Regions from separate parts of the Mus musculus genome. Here region 1 is linked to region 2. A link is a contact called in public promoter capture Hi-C data. All regions are on one chromosome and are shown on one strand. The core of a region is the stretch at or near the end of the contact, and the rest is flanking DNA. Distances in the headings are between cores, read along the strand shown. Region 1 overlaps Herc2 (HECT and RLD domain containing E3 ubiquitin protein ligase 2). Region 2 overlaps Nipa1 (non imprinted in Prader-Willi/Angelman syndrome 1 homolog (human)).

Region 1 (5,679 bases), core at 2,398-4,897, 80 kb after region 2:
CCACTATGTTCATAGCAGCCTTATTTATAATAGCCAGAAGCTGGAAAGAACCCAGATACCCCTCAACAGAGGAATGGATACAGAAAATGTGGTATATTTACACAATGGAGTACTACTCAGCTATTAAAAAGAATGAATTTATGAAATTCCTAGGCAAATGGATGGACCTGGAGGGCATCATCCTGAGTGAGGTAACCCAATCACAAAGGAACTCGCACAATATGTACTCACTGATAAGTGGATATTAGCCCAGAAACTTAAATACCCAAGATACAAGATACAAGGCACATGAAACTCAAGAAGAATGAAGACCAAAGTGTGGACACTTTGCCCCTTCTTAGAACTGGGAACAAAACACCCATGGAAGGAGTTATAGAGACAAAATTTGGAGCTGAGACAAAAGGATGGACCATCTAGAGACTACCATATCCGGGGATCCATCCCATAATTAGCTGCCAAACACAGACACCATTGCATATACTAGCAAGATTTTGCTGACATGACCTTGATATAGCTGTCTCTTGTGAGGCTATGCCGGGGCCTAGAAAACACAGAAGTGGATGCTCACAGTCAGCTATTGGATGCATCACAGGGCCCCCAATGGAGGAGCTAGAGAAAGTACCCAAGGAGCTGAAGGGGTCTGCAACCCTATAGGTGGAACAACATTCTGAACTAACCAGTACCCCGGAGCTCGTGTCTCTAGCTGCATATGAATCAGAAGATGGCCTAGTCGGCCATCAGTGGAAAGAGAGGCCCATTGGACTTGCAAACTTTATATGCCTCAGTACAGGGGAATGCCAGGGCCAAGAAGTGGGAGTGGGGGGGAGGTTATGGGGGACTTTTGGGATAGCATTGGAAATGTAAATTTAATTTTAATAAAAAAAAATAAAAAAATAAAATAAAAAAGAGAAAGTAATAATTTCAAGCACAGTGAGAACAATTATCAATAATATTTCCGTGATGTCTATAGGACATGATTTTAATATTTTCAACTGTTAATATTCAACAAACAATAATTATTTTAAGATATATTTCATTGTTATATTTCCCTTTTCATTACTGATTTTATTAATTTGGATACTGTCTCTGTGCCCTCTGGTTAGTCTGGTTAAGGGTTTATCATCTATCTTGTTGATTTTCTCAAAGAACTAGCTCCTGGTTTTGTTGACTCTTTGTATAGTTCTTTTTTTTTCTATTTGTTTGATTTCAGCCTTGAGTTTATTTCCTGTGGTCTACTCCTCTTGGGTATATTTGCTTCTTTTTGTTTTAGAGCTTTCAGATGTGCTGTTAAGCTGATAGTGTAAGCTCTCTTCAGTTTCTAAGAGGCACTTAGAGCTATGAGTTTTCTTCTTACCACTGCTTTCATTGTGTCCCATAAGTTTTGGTATGATATGTCTTCATTTTCATTAAATTCTAAAAAGCCTTTAATTTCTAAACGGAACTAATTCTTATTCTTGGTTTTGTTTTGTTTTTTGTTTTCTGAGACAGGGTTTCTCTGTGTAGCCCTGGCTGGCCTGGAACTCACTCTGTAGACCAGGCTGGCCTCGACCTCAGAAATCTGCCTGCTTCTGCCTCCCGAGTGCTGGGATTAAAGGCGTGCGCCACCACACCTGGCTCTTATTCTTGTTTTTTAATTCTTTGCCTTTTTCCAGTTTCATATCTGATCTGATCACTGATCTGAAATGACCATAATACTTTCCTTGTCTTGATTAATCAACTCTTGATTCTGACTCCTTCACTATCGCTTCTCGGCCTTTTGGCTAAGATCAAGTGTAGTATCTGACTCATTCACTTTATTTTTTTGTACTTTCTTCCTCTTTCTCACTCCTTTATAATGGTAATTATATGGAGGCTTGTAAGGCTCATGGGTTCCCTTGAGATTTGGCATGAAGGTTGAGTGTAACTCCTGTAACAGAGCACATCTGAGTCTTGAGGCTTGGCCTCTTTGCCTGTAGCTGTTTGCACTGTGGTATGGACTCGAATCCATTGATAGGTCTTAACTGCTGTTCTCTCACTTAGAGCCATGCCTTCCTATTCCTTCCTTAAGCCTCAAGGTAGGAACACTCTTGAGTATAGTTTCAGGAGGTCCTACTTCTCTCCTGCTTGTTGCTACTTTACCAAGAGCCCTCTGTTAGGGTTTCAAGCTATTTCATTAGTAGTGTGAATAGTACTAGCATAGGGCTGAGAAGTGTGTCTATGGGACTAAGCAGAATGCCAAATTAGTTTTTTATGACTTCGTAGCAAATCACTAAACACAAGTTTGACAACTTCAAACAACTCACTTCTCTTTTGACATTTTGGTGGGTGAGGAGTCTGTAGTGTAACTCAGTCTTCTGTAGCTGTTCCTTGCTCTCATCTGGGCTCCAGAGTCCACACTGACCAGCTAGGCCTTGTGGTTATGGCTTGATGCCCAAGGTTCAGAGGCTGCTCTTTTCTGCTGGCTTTAATTTGGTCAAGTAAGCTCCAAAGATAAGATTTCTTTTGCTTAACTAGAAGCAATGGATTTGGAGCCTTAACTTATTTGATATCAAAGCACTTAGCTAGTAGTGTAACCCACCATCTTATTTATGGTCTTGTATGTAGTTTGTCAAGAGAGATCACAAGTTGAATGTATACCCCACAGGACTAGAATTTTGTGTACCATCTTATCCTATTATTGATCATCATAATTTATAAAGGTGAGATCTGAATATTTACTTGCATAAATTGGTTGGGAGAGAACTATGAAGAACTGGAGTGAAAGTCTAGAAGAGTTCAGGGCTGGAGAGATGGCTCAGCAGGTAAAAGCACTTACTATTCTTGCAGAAGACCTGGATTAGTCCTCAGGACCTACCTAGTGGCTCATAATTATCTGGAACTCCAGATCAAGGGGATCTTATGCCTGTTTCTACCTCTGTGCACTTCAGCACATATGAGTTAGATACAGGATAACTGTCATCAAGACAAAAACAAATGGTGATGTGAATGGTGGGAAACAGGAACGATATGTACTGTTGACAGGAAAGTACTCAGAGGATTCAAAGGCTGCATATGGTAGATGCTCACTGTAGTACCCATGCTTACAGTTTTCTAGTCATAACTGCCAAGGCATGACATCAGCTTTGGTGTCTGTCAGTGGGAGAATAAGTAAAGAAAATATGGTGCATATATAAAACACACACACACACACACACACACACACACACAGACAAACACACATACCCTATACGCATGCTCTCTTGATCCTTCTCCCCTGACTCCTTCCTCCCCCCACCCCCCACCACAAACACACAAAGACTGTTTCTCAACTATTAAGTAAAACAGGTTCAGGTCATTTTTGAGACAATGAGAGGAAATGATACTTATGAGCAAAATAAGCCAGATTCAGGAAGGCAAAACTTGTTTTCTGTAGTGTGTAGAATCTCTTTTTTTTTAAATAAAAGTAGGGGGACTCTTAAGGACTAGACCAGGGATAGTTTTATCTGTGGAGATGGCTGTGCATAATAGAGTAGATGTGATCAAAATATCTTCAATGATATGTGAAAATATTAGGAAACTCATTAATGTGTATAAGACATTTTATTGTGACACATTGTTGTAACCCTACGACTAGGAAAGCTGAGACTGGAAGACTGGAGTTGGAACTGGCCTAGGCTACTTAGTGATAAGCAAGGAAGTGAGTCACTAATAAATCAGCACAGTGTGCACACTGTTATACAATGTGCTCTTTGACGTCACTGTTTTTGTTGCATGATATTTTCACATGTTACTTATTTTTAAATGAAGTAAGTAGTTCATTGTTTTATTACTGAGGAATTGAATAAAATAAGGTGGGGGAATCAAGATTTTTCCCTCCCTGTCTGTTGCTGCTGGTAGGTGATGGATCACACCTTGAATCCCAGCACTCAAAAGGTAGAGGCAGGCAGATCTGAGTTAAAGGCCAGCCTATTATACAGACTAAGTTCCAGGACAGCCAGGGCTACACAGAGAAACTCTTGTCTTAAAAAAAACCAAAACAACAACAAAGACTGTCACTGAAACACTATTCATTTTGAACACAGGACTTGGAGAGATTGAGCTAGAACTATCTTGAAGGCCTCTTGTATGAGGGCTGACTCTCATAGTATCAGAAGATGGTATATAATCTTCCAAGGGAAAAAGTAATCAGTACCACCCAGCCATGAAGCCTGCAAACCATAGCTACCACTGGCCCAGTAAGATATCCCCAGTGGTGTAATAGTTGCGCTTTTATTTTGAGGATAACTATACTATAAACCTAGTCAACTACTTTTGACTGGAGAAGTCATAGACCCTAGAGGTGAACCTACTTAGCCATTTTCCTAAATTGATACAATTTCTAACTGTATATAAGTATATATCTTATATATCTTATATGAGTGTATATATAGCATGTGTGTAGTTCTCACTCCTCATTAAAGAAGTTTCTTTTGGTAGCAGACAAAGGCTGTTACAGAAATTCAGAGCTGGTCATTGAAATAACTATGGGGTGCCCAGACCCAAGTGATATAATACAACCCCCTCACCTAAGGCACAAGGAACATCATAGATGAAGGGATGGAAAGATTTTTGTTTAAAGATTTATTTATTATTATACATAAGTACACTGTAGATGACTTCAGACGCGCTAGAAGAGGACATCAGATCTCATTATGGGTGGTTGTGAGCCACCATGTGGTTGCTGGGATTTGAACTTAGGACCTTTGGAGGAACAGTCAGTGCTCTTAACCACTGAGCCATGTCACTAGCCCCTGAAAGATTTTTTAAGAGCCAGAAAACCAAGATGCCTACTGTGAGTGTATTCTAGACATGACAGGGGTGCTGCACCCATGAAAACACAATAGCGTGGTTACCTGTACAAGATTGAACACAATGTCAGCATCAGTTGACATGCCAGTGTGGATGGGGAAATTCCACAAGGCCTCATCCCAGGTCAAGAGCTATAGGCAATCTGTAGCTGCTGAGAGAATCAGTTCGCTTTAGTGATGGACCCCTTGGGTTAGTCACTCTGAAGGTCAGCCCTAAATACATATGAACAACACTAGGTAGACACAGTAAGTTGTGTATCTTTTATATATGTGTGTATAGATGTGTTTTATACATATGTATATGTATATGTGTGTGTGTGTGTAATAATAATAGGTACAGAGGAGGTCATGAGTTTGAGAGGGAGTGGTGGGGACAGGAGTTGGAGGGCAGAAGGGTGGAAATAATGTAGCTAGAGTACACATGTGAAATTGCCAAAAATATAAAGTCTTTGAATAAAAAAGATTTATACTGATCTAAGTTTATCTTTTGTATTTGCCAGCTTGCATTCACAAGAGATGGACTCTGTGGTCTGTGGAACGAAATGGTTAAAGATGGGGAAATTGTGTACACTGGAACAGAATTAGCACAAAATCGAGAACTCCCTTTGAGAAAAGGTAGGAACTTTTAATGCTTATCTTTTTATTTTGTAACTACTGTTATAATGGCATGTTAAAGAAAAAAATTATAAATTACATGCATGTGTGTGTCTCTGTGTGTGTAGGCAGGCAGGTGCTGTGGTATGCATGTCAGGGTACATATATGTGTGAGCTTGTTCTCTCTGTTATGTGGTTTCCTGATGAGTAACTTTGTATGCTGAGCTATCTCTTTCTCCTACTTCAAAAATAACCTTTATTTATTTGTGTGTATAAATTG
Region 2 (5,870 bases), core at 2,076-4,575:
TTGTGAACTACCATATGGATGCCAGCAATCAAAACTCAGTGCTCTGGAAGAGCAACAAGTGCTCTTAACCTCTGAGCCATCTCTCTAGCCCATCAAATTACACTGTGTACATATATTATGAAATTCTCAACAAATGCATATATTTAAAGACATCATAAAATCATCATCAACAACAAAACAAAGTTGGATGTGGTGTCATATGCCTGTAATGTGAACAGTTAACAGGTTGAGGGAGGGACTGTAACAAGTTTGGGGCTAACCTATGCTACATAGCAAGCACCAGGCCAGCCAAGCTATATATCGTGACCCTGAGTAAGAAAAAGAAGCACAACAGGAGGAGGTAGAAGGGAAAGAATTATCATTATTATTATTATTATTATTATCATAAGAAAGTTGTCAGTGAAGGAGCTAGAGAAAAGACCCAAGGAGTTGAAGGGGTTTGCTGCCCCATAGGAGGAACAACAATATGAACAAACCAGTGCCCCCAGAGCTCCCAGGGACTAAACCACCAACCAAAGAGTACACATGGTGGGACTCATGGCTCCAGCTGCCTATGTAGCAAAGGATGGCCTAGTCGGTCATCAATGGGAGGAGAGGTCCTTGGTCCTGTGAAGGCTCAATGCCCCAGCGTAGGGGAATGCCAGGGCCAAGCAGTGGGAGTGAGTGGGTTGGGGAGCAGGAGGAAGGGGGAGGGGGTAGGGAGCTTTTGGAGGAGAAACCAGGAGAGGGGATATCATTTAAAATGTAAATAATGAAAATATCTAATAAAAAAGTCAGAATCATGTGATTTTATATTTTACATGTTCTTAATACTTTCAAGTTAATTATACATAAGGCTGGAGAGAGAGAGACCAGCAGTTCAAAGCTCATACTGCCTTTGCAGAGGACCCAAGTTTGTCCCAGTACCCAAATGGAGCAGCTCACAACTGCGTGAAGCTGCAGTTCAAGGACAGTGTGACACCTCTCACCTCCAAGGGCACCTGTACTCATGTGTACAGAGGCATATCAAAGATAAAAATAATATAGCATAGTTATACATATATAAGTTACAAATGGATAAATAAGTGGGAACATTCACACCCATCACAAGTAAGGGGGCTGGGAATAGGGCTCAGAGGGGCAAGGCTTACTTAGCCTGCATAGGCCGAAGTTCCATTCCTGGCTTGGGGAAAGATAACTTATAGATCTGCTCCTCTGGAAATCGCATGAACCTTTCGGGGCACCCTTGCCTAGTTCACAGCAGAGTTGTCAACTTTTTAACGCCTTTGTCTTTATTCTCATACTCAGAAAATACAAACTTTATGAGAATAAGGAAATATTAAAATGTGAAATGTTCGCAGAGATGATGGTTTGAATGAAAATGACCTCCCCCCACAGGTTTGTATATTTTAATACTTGATCACCAGTTGGTAGAATTATCTGAGAAGGGTTAAAAGAAAAGAGTGGCCTCATTGGAGGAGCTGTGTCACTTGCTGGCACGCTTTGAGGTTTCAAATAAGTTATGCGAGCCCCATTGCTGTCTCTGAGCCTCCTGCCTGTGGAGGATCAAGCCCGTGAGCTCTCAGCCGTTCTGGTCAACATTCCTTTGCTCCATCATCACAGACTCTTAACCACAAGCTCTGAAACCATGAGGCCAAGTAAATGTTTTGTTTCATAAGCTATCATGTCCATGGTGTTTTGTTGCAGCAACAGAAAAGTAACTAAGACAACAGACATAAAATACCAAAGGGAAAAAAGGTCTTAACTAGCTTCATGAAATATGAGGTCTCCACGTAATCAAACCAAACTTAAGAGTACCTCTGAAAATTGGGTTTGGCATGTCCTCACAGCCAGCTGATGTACACACATAAAATGGACAGCCAATCATGGTCTAAATCGGAGTAGACATTGTACCCCTGCCCTGCCGGAAATCATCACGACAGAGTGGTAGTATGAGCTGTCTGGCTTCCCCAGGAAACACACCGAGCCACCCGCTCTGCTAAGAACGAGTTACCTGGATTGGTCAGCTTCTCCTCCAACTCGGCCTGCGTGGTCACACTCTCAGACTTCGGGGAATGGATGATCAGCACGACAGAACCTGCGCAGCTTAGCAGACAGCCCAACTTGCCCAAGATGTTGAGCTTTTCCTTCAGAAGGTAAGAAGCTAAAATGGACCTTCAATTAAGGAAAAGAAATCATTATAGTTTAAGTCAAACTTGTTTTTACTAGTTGAAGATACTTTATCTAGAAGATTCATACTTTTTTAATAGGTGTATTTTATTTTCATTGTTTTTTTTTTAATGTTTTTATTTGTATTTTAGCACTGGGAATCAAATCCAGGGCCCTGTGTATGCTTTAACACTGAGCACCATGTACATCCTGCCCAGCATTCACTTTTTACAAAGAGAAAAACGAACTTTCCCATTAGATATTTATTGAAGTTTTTTTTTTCAGCACAATTGGGTTTTTATACATTTTCATGTATAACCAATATGTAGATTGTAACATCGTAACTCATATCATGGAATAGTTTTAATTATCATATAGATATAAAATATATGAGAAGAGGAAATTTTATTATTGACCAAAAAATTTCTTCTTTACTTAAAAAAAAAAAACAAATAACACACATAGACACAAAATAAATAAATAAATAAATAAACAAATAAATAAATTCAGAAATGCTAACAGCAACTGAAGTATGGAAGAAGGAATACAGAATGGTTACTTCTCACTAACATTCAAAACTTAAAAGATCTGGCACTATTTCTTCAAATACAGGAAATGTGTAGGTATCAGTGTGTTCATCTCTTTTCCCTTTACAACATCAGCATCCAACCTGAATGGGGAAAAATGGGCTTCCACTAGGTCATTCCTATTGTGCTGTTATTAATACCGAAGATATTCAGAGGACATGACCATCCAAGAACAGGATGCAATGGTTCATGGTTATACTGGATTATTTACTTTGACCAATAGTCCCCAGACAGGATCCACATAGAAACTAAGGCTACAAGCTAATGAAGAAGCAGGAGAAATGTCCCTTATTCTTGCTGAAATGAACTGATAATAGACAGTTGACAGGGGAAAAAAGTACCCAAAATCATCTAGTGTGTATTATCATTTGTATTTTTTAGGGAAACAAAGTTAAACGAGACAGAACGTCACTGTGTAGTCCCGGCTGGCCTCTGCTTTAGTCTCCCATGAGCCACTACACTCAGGCAGTTCACATCATAAATGTCTTGTCAATGGCTGGGCATTAACATAGTTTCCAGCCTGCGATGTTACTGGGAAAGTGAGTCATCAGAAAAGGAAGGCAGAGGTCTAAAGCGAGGCTTCGAAGAGGGAACTGGAACCGTAATAAAATACGGTTCCATACGGGCAGAAGGGAGGGGGCTGCCTTGGGGAATCCAAGCAAACAGCAAGCAGAAAGCGGCCAGGAGAGGGCAGCAGTGGGTAGAGAAAGAACCAAGTGCATGAAAGGTCATAATGAAACCCATCACTCTGGGTCCCAACTAAAAAAATTAATTAAAAATACTTACAAACAAAACCAGAAAAATAAATAAATAAAATTAAGGCTATATGGTTAGAACTTAAACGTTGCCTTCCCAGGGGATGAGAGAGAGGTATGTGGCTGCAGGGCAAGACTGAAGAAGTGGATGAGCAGGGCTCCTCTCAGCCCTGGGAGGAGGTAGCCTTGAGCCACAGTAACTGAGGAACAAAAAAAACTTGTCTTTTGCAGAGAATCAGTTGATTTTTTCAGATGCCCTTAACAGGTGCCTGAGTAAGGTGATGATGCTCGACTCTAGACTCTCTCTCGGTCAGTGGCTCGCCTTTCCTAGTTATTCAATACTGGGAGGGGGTTATTAGTAAGTGTAAATTAAGATTACATCTACTTTGGAAGAAATATACTAAGTGAACTGAGAAATCCTTAACTTGTACTTTGTTAAACAAAGAGAATGGAAGATGACTAGACAGACCAGGGGTAAGAAGGCACAGGTTAGCGACCAGAGTTGGAAGGCTCACCCTGTCAACACACCACACCTGGGGCTATCATTTTCTGAATACCTGCACATAGTTCCCACCTCCTGTCTTATACTACTTTGTGTGAAGTCAACACAGTATACTATACTATACTGTACCTACAGTTTCGCCCTAAAGGAGGCCTAGTCATCCAGTTTGGAAAGTAAACTGCATTGCTGAGATAATATAATGAGAAAACCATGGCAAAAACATGCCTATATCTTAAATCAGGGCTCATATTTTTGACTACTTGATCCCTAGTTGGTGGAACTGTTTGGAAAGGGATTAGGGGTGTGACCTTGCTGGAGGAAGTGTGAGACTGGTGGAGGGCTTTGAGGTTTCAAAAGGCTGGAACCATTTCCAGTGCTGTCTCTGCCCCCTGCTTATGGATCAACCAACAAACTCTGCAGCTGTCCCTTTGCTCTGCCATTGTGGACTCTCACCCTCTGAAACTGTAAGCCAAAGTGAACACTTTTTGCTTTATAAGTTGCCTTGATCAAGGTGCTTTGCCACAGCAATAGAAAAGTAATAAAGGTAGGGGTCTATGTTGCTGCCCAAAGAATCATGAACACAAGGGGGAGGGTCACAGAACAAAAACCAGAGCTAGGTTCACCTGGGACAGCCATCAGACTGTGCCATGGTTGAAAGGGCCTGCCATAAACAAAAGCGGAAAGATAATGAGCCTGGGTCACAAGGCCAGATCACCTCCCACCCCACTGCAAAAGACCAGAATGCAATAGCCACACGTAAAAGTTGGTTATTAAAAAAAGAGTTGGTTATTGATGACTTATAAGTCTTATATACGGAAGTACAAGTTCCTTATCGTACACATAATTTGAGACTTTTTTTTTCCCTATTCTGAATGTTCTTTTCTTGATGGCAGTTTCTGGAACATAGTGTTTAAAATGTTTATTCATGTGTTGTGTATGTGTGTGTACGCGAAAATTCTATAGTCCGCATTATGTTAGAGGTCAGAGGACAACTTAGGGAAGTTTGTTTACTTAATGTGGACTCTAGGAGTGAACGGAGGTCATCCACCAGGTCTGGCAGCAAACCTGATGGCAGTAAAGATATCTCTACCTGCCGAGTCTTCGCACTAGACCACTGGTTATTTTAAATTTATTCTTTTTATCAGTTTCATACAAGATACAATGCACCTTGATTAGGTCTACCCCAACTCCTTCCTGCCACTCACCCTGGACATCCCAATCAAGTCTCCCTCCAACCTTCATTTCTCTGCAGAATAGACATTTTAAGTTTGGTATATAGTTTATTTTTTCTTCATGTGATTCTGGTATCATACTTAAATAGCCCATTCCCTGATTAAAAATTATAGTGACTTAAACTGTTGTTGTTTTTTTTTTCTAGGAGTCTGCCAGTTTTAGCTCTTGGACAGATTTTGAGTTCCTTTTTGTGTGGTGAGATAAAAGCAACAACTTTGAATATTTGCATGCCAATGTCAGCCTGTTTGTTGGCCCCATTTGGTTTCTTTCTCCATTCTGGCAGTGCTGGGGTCAAGCTTAGGAGCTTGCATGTGCTCAGAACAATGCTGAGTCGACGTGGCAAAAGTGGACACACATGAGCTACCGCCCCAGCCCTTCAGCACAGTTTTTAGAAAGCCTAGTCTTTCTTATAGAGTTAGTTCAGTATTTCTGGTAAGAAATAATTGTAAGACTATCAGTGTATCTCTGAAATCCCAATCCTATTTTTATCAATTTGTATACCTGGCCATAATCCAGGTTTTGATTTCTGTAGTGTTTATTTTATTTTATTTAAGATGAGGGCTCACTATGAAGTCCAGTCTCATCTCAATCTTGAAGTCTCCGGGCATCAGCCTTTCAAGTGCTGGGCTTACGGGCACACACCAC

Evidence for each region. Capture Hi-C pulls out chosen DNA fragments and counts their contacts.
Region 1: a promoter capture Hi-C map of adipose tissue shows a contact between it and region 2. The contact joins two enhancer-like sites. A contact is called at or near these places in 1 of 39 promoter capture datasets (neutrophils), 1 of 15 datasets of contacts at CTCF or cohesin (embryonic stem cells), 6 of 484 Hi-C or Micro-C datasets (the CH12 cell line, cortical neurons, effector CD8 T cells and 3 more), 6 of 115 datasets of contacts at active chromatin or transcription factors (CD8 T cells, bone marrow-derived macrophages, cardiomyocytes and 2 more) and 5 of 9 other capture datasets (adipose tissue, embryonic stem cells, liver and 2 more).

What each region holds. Positions count from the first base shown.
Region 1 is chr7:56,062,679-56,068,357 of GRCm38.p6, forward strand. Herc2 (HECT and RLD domain containing E3 ubiquitin protein ligase 2) reads left to right here. Exons shown (of 93, transcript NM_010418.2): 3 at 5,306-5,420. It also overlaps the pseudogene Gm51510. Among named protein-coding and RNA genes, the nearest start is that of Herc2, 15 kb to the left of the region's middle. Within about 2 kb of position 3,648, at least 32 of the 459 cell types and tissues checked have an H3K27ac peak or open chromatin away from gene starts, as enhancers often do. A contact at or near this core is called in adipose tissue, where this site is marked.
Region 2 is chr7:55,983,411-55,989,280 of GRCm38.p6, forward strand. It overlaps Nipa1 (non imprinted in Prader-Willi/Angelman syndrome 1 homolog (human)), which reads right to left. Exons shown (of 5, transcript NM_153578.3): 4 at 1,994-2,154. Among named protein-coding and RNA genes, the nearest start is that of A230056P14Rik, 24 kb to the left of the region's middle. Within about 2 kb of position 3,326, at least 51 of the 459 cell types and tissues checked have an H3K27ac peak or open chromatin away from gene starts, as enhancers often do. A contact at or near this core is called in adipose tissue, where this site is marked.